Linked DNA regions of Mus musculus: region 2 is linked to region 1. A link is a contact called in public Hi-C data. All regions are on one chromosome and are shown on one strand. The core of a region is the stretch at or near the end of the contact, and the rest is flanking DNA. Distances in the headings are between cores, read along the strand shown. Region 1 overlaps Aff1 (AF4/FMR2 family, member 1). Region 2 overlaps Mepe (matrix extracellular phosphoglycoprotein with ASARM motif (bone)).

What was found. A called contact is a pair of places that touch in the nucleus more often than the background predicts.
Region 2: a Hi-C map of cortical neurons shows a contact between it and region 1, with 6 times the contacts expected there. The contact joins two enhancer-like sites. A contact is called at or near these places in 28 of 484 Hi-C or Micro-C datasets (the N1E-115 cell line, cardiomyocytes, cerebellar granule neurons and 13 more) and 1 of 9 other capture datasets (embryonic stem cells).

The regions. Positions count from the first base shown.
Region 1 is chr5:103,851,370-103,856,130 of GRCm38.p6, reverse strand. Aff1 (AF4/FMR2 family, member 1) reads right to left here. Exons shown (of 20, transcript NM_133919.4): 20 at 809-4,761. Among named protein-coding and RNA genes, the nearest start is that of Gm42139, 32 kb to the left of the region's middle. Within about 2 kb of position 1,785, at least 92 of the 459 cell types and tissues checked have an H3K27ac peak or open chromatin away from gene starts, as enhancers often do. A contact at or near this core is called in cerebral cortex and cortical neurons, where this site is marked.
Region 2 is chr5:104,336,488-104,341,519 of GRCm38.p6, reverse strand. It overlaps Mepe (matrix extracellular phosphoglycoprotein with ASARM motif (bone)), which reads right to left. Exons shown (of 3, transcript NM_053172.2): 3 at 2,909-4,446. The coding sequence ends at 3,199. Among named protein-coding and RNA genes, the nearest start is that of Mepe, 14 kb to the right of the region's middle. Within about 2 kb of position 1,404, at least 18 of the 459 cell types and tissues checked have an H3K27ac peak or open chromatin away from gene starts, as enhancers often do. A contact at or near this core is called in cerebral cortex and cortical neurons, where this site is marked.

The sequences.
Region 1 (4,761 bases), core at 536-3,035:
GAGGTTCATTAAAGTCAACACTAAAAGGCTGCTCCTGATTTCATCCACCTTCCGCCCCAAGGCCTTAGTGGTGTAAGGGTTTACACAGGTGGAGTGGCTGAAGCCTGTGGAGAGGGAAGGGCGGAGACTGCCCTGCTGCCTCAGACCCGCCACACCCTTTCAGGAGAGGCATCTGCACCAGTGTCCTGAATCGCAGACGTGCAGGGAGCACCAGGGTCTCTTCACAACAGTGTAGTAGTGTCCTAAAGTTGACCTAGACAGTGTGAATGTGGAGACCCAGTGTCAGCTGCCACAGGCTCCTAGGCCCCGGGGAAAGGACATGTGCAGGTGAGCAGGTGGCCTCAGGAAAGGAGAGAAGGAAATAAGCAGTTTGTCCTTTGAAGGGTGTCACACACCATGGCAAAGCGCCTGTGTCACTGATCAGTGCATGTGTGTGCGGACTGTGTGCCTTCAGATACAGGTATAAATACTGATAAGGACCCTGGGGCCCTAGCATCGCCCTGGACAAGCCTAGAGCTCCCGGACTCCTCGGATGCCACTTACCCAGTGCCTGCTCGGTTACTAAAGCAAGCCTGGTATTTCTAAGGCAAGCATCAACTCCTCCCATAGAGTATGGATGGTCTGTCTGCCCATCAGTTTTGAAGTCAATCCTAAAGAATCGTGTTTTAACTCTGAGTTTCACAGAAAGCCCCAGTGCATATTTGAAGGGCAGTTCACATTTCACTCTTGTGAGGTCAGCTCCAGAAAGACCCTGGCTCAACAAACAAGAATCCTCTCATTTGAACAAAATAAAAGCCACAGGCTCAACTCCAATCATTTCTCTAAATTTTTATTAAATATCCTTTTTTTTCCCTACAGTTTGATCTTGTGGAAAGGAAAGATTGTGAAGATGAACAAGTCAATTACCTTTTCTAAGACAGCACTTAGTCCTTGTTACAGAGAAAAACAAAAGATCTGTGGCACATCATCTTTGGAAAGATCTTTTGCAGTTTCTTTTAAAAAAAACTCTCACAGATCACGTCTGCCCCCTTTCAGAGTCTCCCATGAGGCAGATGAACCCCATTCACAGAAGCCCCAGGGGTGCCGTTCCACTGCTGATGCTGATTTTTACATCTGTGGTGCTCCCCGTATTTGCACTGCGCATCTTCACCGGGAGCCTGGCTGCTTCCCCAGCCTGCACACAAAACCACTGTGCTGATCAGAGCTGGCACATTATTCCATGATAAAGAAAAACTCATTAAAGGCAGACCAGTGATTCTCATTATCACCTTGACAACATACTCCTTTTTAAAGCAATTTTAATACCAAGATTTGACTTCTAACATTTTAAGAAAGAAAATATATAATATATAATATAATATATAATGGTAATAAATTAAAAAAAAAAGGCAACCCTGCTCAGGTATCATCCAAAGCATGATCACATTCAGAAAAAAATTAAAATTCGGGACACACATGGACACACCCCACCACGAACAGTGTACCCGCGATATCATGAGATGTGCAGTGTTCTTAGCAATACATGTCATGGCCTGAATGAAAGGCAAACGTAATACTGCCTGTACTGAGCATTGCTAAAACATCTAAGCAAAGTGAGTTCATCTTCCTTAGGTCAGCCTCTGCCCCCCTCCCCCCGCCCCAGCTCAACAGTGCAGCCCGGCTTGCCTGCCGCCAGCCTCAATCCGGTGTCCTATGGGGACAAATATAGCAATATACAGGCTTGCAGAGAGCTCTACGCTTCCTTCCTGTCCTCTGGCTCCCTCTTAGGTAGGGAAAGAGGCACTTCTCTGCCCACCACAGTAACTGCTGATGTCTGACGCACAGCGGAACAGAACAGAGTGTGATTCACCCCCAAGGAACCAGGAAATTTTACAGTCGCTCAAAGAAATGTGGTGATGCGGTGCTTGTCAATGCATCAGTAAGAGGCACGGCTACCAGACAGCTGCTCTCAGTAAGTGGGAAACTGGACTGCATATGGAGGATCGCCTGGCAGAAATCCCAAAATCCCAACACATGCCCGTCTGTCCTTACACTTCCCTTCCACAGGAAAAGTCCTCTTGCCCAGTAGTTCCAAATGAGCCAAAACCAGGGGAAAGAGGCAGGGGGAGGGGGGCATCAAAATTGATCCTCGCATCTCCATAGCTCATTCTTCAATGAGAAAAACCTACACTTCTGTGTTTTAGACAGGAGCCCCTAAAACATTCTGAGGCGATTTAAATACTAACCATTGATGAAGAAGGTAACAGATGAAGTGGTAAATTTTCAAAGACATTTCGTAGTGTTGGGGGAAATAAGTCATTAAGAAGAAAAAGAATCTGTAAGAGGTATGGAAAGATCTTAGATATATATAATATTTTTTAAGCCCAACTCATCTCGAATTTCACAAAGCAGGAAAGGAAACATATAAAACCCATGAACCCACTCAAAGCCACAGCAAAACAAACAGCGTAACTTCAGAATTTATGTTTGGTCAGCAAAGGCACAAATACGTCTAGCTGAATCTCTCATCTTCTGCATCAGAGACCACAGCTCAAGAGCACAAGTCCTTTTATAAGTTACCAAACAGGAATCGTAGGACTTAAGGTCCTGTCCCTAACATCAACATAGTAAAGGCACATTTTCAATTAAGATGGGGAAGAGCCCGTTTGAAACTTCCTACAGATGAGGCTGGGTGGTGGTGGTCCAGGGAATGGATAGACATTTGTCAGAACCTCTACAAAATAAATGTCACTTTGTAAGGGACCATTAGCAAGCACTTGCTGGGCCCTCCTGCTCCTCCCTACTGCCATGTGGTCTGCCCTCTAGGCACCTTAACCAAGGGCAACCTGTTTTAGTAACAGGGTTTTTTACATGTATCTAATTTTAATTTTTTCCAAAAGAGAAAACATTATTGTGTTCCTCTACTTTGTGTCCCAGACAGATGGGCCACACACACCCTTTGTAGTGGCAAATGGAAGATTCATTCATTAAATGCTGCCCCCCCCCATAAGGTGGATGCTCTTCCATGGTTTTAAGAACATCAGATATTCAAAGGGGCTAATGTTATAGTCCTCCCAAAATAATCACCTCAGGGGAAAATTTGCCTCTGGTAAGTTTAAGCACACAGTGAACTGTGCAGATGGTATAAAATTTGAGTCTTCGGGGTTTTACAATAAGCAGCGCAGAACAGCCCTGGGGTTTTCCCCTGAAGAAGACAGACAAGGCTCATGCTCTCTAGGTGCAGTGTTGTGGGAAAACCAGCAGTGCAATAGCTACAGACCAAACTGGCACAAACGGATCCTGTCCAACTGCATTGGTTTTCAAGGTACAAATAAAACTGAGGAGAAAACCCACCCATTAAAGAATGAGGCAGCCTGTTCTTCCTACACTGGCTGATTCTGTCCAGGCAAGGGGCACAGTGATCTGCTGGCAGGATGTACACATGCTCTGGCAAAACTTCAGTAGGCCAGAACCTCTCACAAGGATCATAGCCATTTTACAACCAACAGGCTGCAAGGGATGCAGGGCTGTGGGAGAAAAGATCCTGATGAGCCCACAAGCCCCACTGTGCTAGGGACCACCTACCATACACTTCGACTCAGTCAGACATGGCTTGGCTTCAGAATATCAATAAAGAAAAGGGCTTAGCTGGATCACCGTCTTGGTCTATACTCAGATATGTACAAGGTAGCCATTTTCTGGCTTCATTCAAACCAGGAGAGAAGGCTGAGAAGACCAAGGAGTATCACAGACAGTTTGCCCTGAAAAACCTGGTATCGCACTCACCTAGAGACCCTGTGTAGATTTAACCAAGGTACCAAGAAAGTCCTGATGTTACCACAAGGACCACAGACATCATCACTAAGGAAAGATGGGTCTCCCATCTCCACTAATCTCCAAATGCACACAGACAAGCATGGCTGGCAGGAAAGAGAGGCAGGGGGAGCCGTAACACACCTCCATGGTGAACATGTGCAAATTCTACTTTCTTTCTAGAAGGGATTAAAAAGAACTGGCTTTTTAAAAACACTTGAGAGTATTCCAGTAGTAACCTTGAAGTCTCAAGGAAAGGCCTGTGTTTACGGGCAGGTGTGAATTCTGAGTGTATTCTTCACTTCCCATCTAAGTGAACCTGGTCTACTGTGGGTGGGGTGTAGCCTGGGAAGGTCACAGATCTTCTTCAACCTCATCAAGTCACGATACCTTAGAAGATGGTCTGGACTGAAGGTGTATGATAGTGGGGTGTTTTTTAAAGTTGAAGTTAATCCTGCCCCCCCCCCCAAACTCCACATCCTCTCCAGGAGCTAATGTCCCCTGGATAGCCAAGGATATCCTGGATAGAAAGCTGAGTTTTGCTATAAATATAAAACACTTGTAGCAGAAAAATACCTCTCTAGGAAGACTTCTCACTTTCGCTCACTGATACACAGGGTAGCCACAGCACTGTCAGTGCCCGGGACTCCAGCTCCAGCAGACAGATGATGAACTGCATCTGCCTACAGCCCAAAGTCAACATGAGGCTCCTGTGTTCGCCCAAGGTCAATGCTGCTTAGCCAGTCCCTTTGGTGGCGTGTGTCAGGAGGAAGTGTTAGGCCTCTAGGGTTGTGGGGAAGACTGTGAGATAGAACCCGCATCCAAATGCTGCCACTCCCCCATAGGACTGACTAGGGATTCTTCTCAGGACAGCCAGAGAGACCAGAGCTAGACAATGTGCAGCACTCTAGGCACTGGGGAGTGGGGTTGTCACCTTCAATTCTGTAAATATCAGTACTCTGTCATCAG
Region 2 (5,032 bases), core at 155-2,654, 490 kb before region 1:
CATAATCACTTGAGGAACTTGTTACAATCAAAACAGCAGATTCTCTATTCACGACCTTATATCATACATGCTATTCCAAGACTGGTGCCAGACCACCCCCATCAGAAGCAACACTGCAAAATGACTGCTTGATTTAATATAACACAACACCCACAGCTTCCAGACTCCCTCTGCCTCATTGTCCTAAGCAAATAAGCTTAAATTAAGATAATTTAACTTTTGTTACTAATCCATTAGCAACTTAAACTGTGAAAATTCAAATATAGCCAACAGCCACATTTCTAAGCATGGGACAAATACAATCAACTACCTCATGCTTTAAAGCACTGTCTATTGAGTGGTGGGGCCCACTTGCAGTTCCTGGCCGCTCCTGTCCAGTGCCCTTGTATCTATGATAAGCATGAGTCTCCCTCTGTCTTGCTCTCTGAAGCGCCCTGCTCATCACTGCTGCCTCCCCGTCCTCTAACTGAAGTGATCTTTCTTAAACTCTAAAATGCATGCTCTACAATCTAAAGCCACCAACTTCAAAGTTCTTATTTACCAGTAGAGGTCTGTCTACATGTTTTTAAAGGAACTCCTTTATGGCTTTTTAGTATTGAACTAGGCACCTCTGACCCCTCTCCCTCTCCCTCTCCCTCTCCCTCTCCCTCTCCCTCTCCCTCTCCCTCTCCCTCTCCCTCTCCCTCTCCCTCTCCCTCTCCCTCTCCCTCTCCCTCTCCCTCTCCCTCTCCCTCTCCCTCTCCCTCTCTCTCCCCTCCTCTGTGTGTGTGTGTGTGTGTGTGTGTGTGTGTGTGTGTGTGTGTATACCCATGCGCATGCGCACAAGCACACATCTATGTGATGTCTGTACAGGTACTTAAGAGTGTACGTGTGTATCAGCAAGGGTGTGCATGTACACGGTGTGTGTGTGAGTAGGCCAAAGATTAGCTTCAGATATCTTGCACTGTTGTTCTCCATCTTCTATTTTTGATACAAAGTCTCCCACTGAACTTGGAGCTCATCAATAAATCTAGCTCATCAATAAATCCCATCAATAAATGAGCTCTGCGGATTCACTTGTTTTGACTCCACCCACTCATTGCTAAGGTAACTCAGGTCCTCACGCATGAGCAGTAGACACTTTATCTACTAAGCTATCCCCAAGTCTGATGCTTTATTCTTGATCACCTTTCTCTTTAGTTACATTATCCACTTAGTAGCTCATGAGTATTTCTTCCCTTTTAATCTTCACAGAATTTTGTAAATTGTGCTCATTTTGTGGGTTTTGTTAAGCTAAACAGTATCAGGTAGTCTTCCCTGATTTTTCGGAGAAACCCAGGCACGTGGCTTGGAGGAAGTGCACTGTCCGCAGGCAAATAAAACGGTAGACCCCTGATTCTCCCGGGAATGGGCAGTTCTTCTTGTTGGGCACAAGGTGGCAGGCTGTATCTATGTTCCTCATCCTTTGAAAGGCAACTAGGAGAGGCTAAACCTGTCCGTTTTGGAGACCATGCAAGGTTACTTTTCAGTGAGGATGGTCCTGCTGAAACACGAGAGCGGAGAGAACGAGCAGCCTGTCTGATGGGGGAGGGTCCTGTGGGCTTCTGCAGGACTGGATCTGTACACGTGTGTATTTAAGAACAGCACATTGTGAAGGCGTTCCAGTTCCCTTACAAGGCAGCAGATATAACCCTTGCAGGTGCCTTGAAGGGCTGTTCATGTGTGCTCAAACATGGGGAAGGGGGAACACTCTAACAAGGGAACTGTCCCCTAGAAAACAGAGAAGTCAGGACCTGGACCTAAGACAGCATCTGCTTTCTCCACCGACTTAGCTTTCTCTTGCCATCTCAAGAGTTTCCATGTGCTCAGACCGTTCCTGTGTAAAAGATGCTGAGCTGTTTTCAACTTATTCAATTACAATTTAAATTCAGCTTTAATTCCTTTACTTAATTGCCTTCAGAGTGCTTTGTGGAGGTGGTGGTCAAAATTAATTTTTTATTAAAACAGAGAGAGTACGAGGAATCAAAACGCAGATGCTGCACCAAACATGCTGGTTAGGGTGTCTGCTGTTTGAGAGTCTAAAGGGACAGGAGAAAAAAAATACCCACATTCCTTTATGTTGGCTCCATCCCTCCTTGGCATCCCTTCCCTTGATGCTCCTCATTTAGGAGAGATGTTAGAATGGAAGAGTGTATTAGTGATGACTTTAAAGCAGGCATCAGGGACAATACTACATCAATGTCTGACATAGGGAGAGCTGGTTTTCTGGCAGACAAGATGCTCAGAGCAGGAAATAACGTATCAAGGCACTTGTGACAGAGCTGACTCAGTGGCTCCCACTCACTCTGTTTCTCCCTCATGGCCACATGTTGGCTACTGCACACCCAGACAGAAGGCCCATGCTAAGCCAAGGAGAAGGCACAAGAAAAGAGGAACGGAGCACTAGCCAGGTACAAGTTTTCTCTTGCCGCGAGACAAAAGCTTTCCTCAGCAGCAGACAGCAGTCTCATCGTCAGACCATCTTGGGAGGAAAACATTAATGCTAAACAGAAATAGAACCAGGGATACTTTGGGAGAGTTCAGTGAATATTATATTGAACCAGATTTTGACTGTCTCCCCATCCCCCACAACACTTCCTACATCCTATTCTCCTCTCTAAATGAAGAAAGAACCAGCAAAATGTGATTAACATTTGATTTGCTTCAGTAATTAAACTTGCCTCATAGGACACAGTAAATGCAGACAGAGGAAAGATCACTGACAGGCCATGAAATCCCAGATCAGAGTGACGCTTTCAAGCTTTGTCCAGGGGATTCGGTCCACACACCTTACCTCTTTGCTGTAGGCGGACTAACCTTGTTATCTCTTAATTCTTCCCATACCACCAACAGTCAGTTGCCTGTAGATCATGTAATTACACACCACCATAGAGCAAGCATATTTATTTTCATGTCTGAAGAGCAAATGATGACGTATCAAGGCACTTGTGACATTCACAGACTATTTTAATGTGTCGCCTGTCCAAATATTACCTATTATACAAATTCTTATGAAAGTTTTTATTGAAAAAAGCATTAGAACTTTGAGTAGAAATTCTTATAACCACCATTAAAATAGCACAATGTCCTGGAGGGGACCAGGTCTGTTGGCTTGCTCAGTTCCTGCTGTGCCCTCTCTTCCTCCAGGACTAGAGCAGGGGACTGGTTCAATCCCAGGGACTAGTCACCATGACTCTCACTAGAACTCCCACTGGATGACGACTCGCTGCTGTCTCTTTGGCGGGTGCTAGCGCGCCTGTGGGAATTGGGTCTTCTCGAAGGCCAGGAGCCTCTCCGCTGTGACATCCCTTTATTCGGTGTAAGATTATTTTGTCCATGGAACACATAATGGTTTTCTTCACTTTTAACCTCATTACTAAGACTGTGAGAGGGCAGAGCAGGGCCCTGGCTTTTGCCTTTACCTGGAAATCTTTGGCTTGCAGTCAAGGTTAATTGGTTCCCTTTGGACTCTTCTGCATCTTTGCTAGAGCTACCTTTGCTGCTCTTGGGGATTTCGTTGTAACCAGCTCTCCCTGCATGCTCCACGCCCCCCTTTACCTTTTCTCTCGAGGCCACTTGTGGATAGTGAAATTCTACTTTCCCTTGATGAGCATTTTGGCTGCCGGCATTAATTCTGTTTCCTTCTTTTCCGGGGAGTTCCCTGAAATTGGTGCTGCCTGTGATTTCATTGCTGCCCCCCACAAGGCTCCCACCTGCAGAGCCTGCCCCCTGTGCAGCTTTGTCTCTGGTTGCATAGGCACTGCCACCATGTCCTTCTCTCCCCGGGATCTCATTAGAGCCTAGTCCACTCATATGTGGGTCAATAACTTCAGCTTTGCTGGAGCCTGAGAGGGGGCGACTAGTTGAGCTTTCAGGACCAGACCCAGCACCTCCTTTGCCAGGAATGTGCATAAAATGTTGCCCATCTCCACTGAAAGGGGGGACATCATTATCTCCCCTCACTAGAAGATCTGGGGAGCCACTGCCTTCAAGGTCACTGGGAGTCTTCTTGATCTGTGGGAGATGTGTCAGGTAGTGAGTGCTCCGTCGGGTCTGGCGGGTGTGTTTGGTGTGTTTGCTTTTGACCGGGCTGCTCTGGGTTAGCAGATAACTCTCTTGATTCTTTATGTCTTTTAAGGAGACTTTAGCATCATTGACATCTGCTGGAATTACGCTTAGAACACTCTGAGGTCTCTTCTCCTGGTTTCCTTCCCTCCGTAGTTCGGCCCCAGTCACTAGACTCTTTACAGGCTGCGTGATATTTCTGAGGAGGGCAGCACCATACCTGTCCTGGCCAGGCGGGTGAAGGAGAGCACCTTGCCCATCCTCTGTGCCTTCATCCACCGTGGGATCAGGATACACAGATGCTGCCAAGTCCTTGTGAATGCTGTCTTGATTGCCGCAGCTGCTCCTGTCTTCATTCGGCATCTGTGGATTTACAGAAAGATTTGGAGTTTTACTACTTGGTTATATTCATTGGTTTCAAACTAGACAAGTCTTTCTCTCTCTTTTGTTTTCTGGGTAATGATTTCTTTCAGAGTTGACTCATGATCAAAATGGTGAAAGGCAATACTTACTTTCCTTTTAGATAAAGTAAAAAAAAAGAGCGTAAAGTGATTATTTTATGTTAAGTTTAAAAAACCCTATAATTCATAAGAAGTATTAAAACCTATTATATATATAAATTATATTTAATGTATAAAATATATTTAATGTAAAGTCTACAACTCAATAGGGATGGAAGGAGCTATGCAGCTTTCATGGAAGAGTAAGACTGAGGTAGATTTGATGGGAAGGTAAGAGTCAAATACTCAGAAGCAAAACAATGTGAATCTTTTAAGACTAAGTGGTAGGACCAATGTATTTTTGACACGCTTCAACAGGCGCGCTTCCCTTGAGCTTGTTAACATCTTGGTTATGATAACTAAAAATAAGAATAGATGAAAGCGTCTATACGGAGCAAAAGAGGATTCAGCTGGAAGCTTACACCTTTGGGAGGTGAGGAAGATCACAA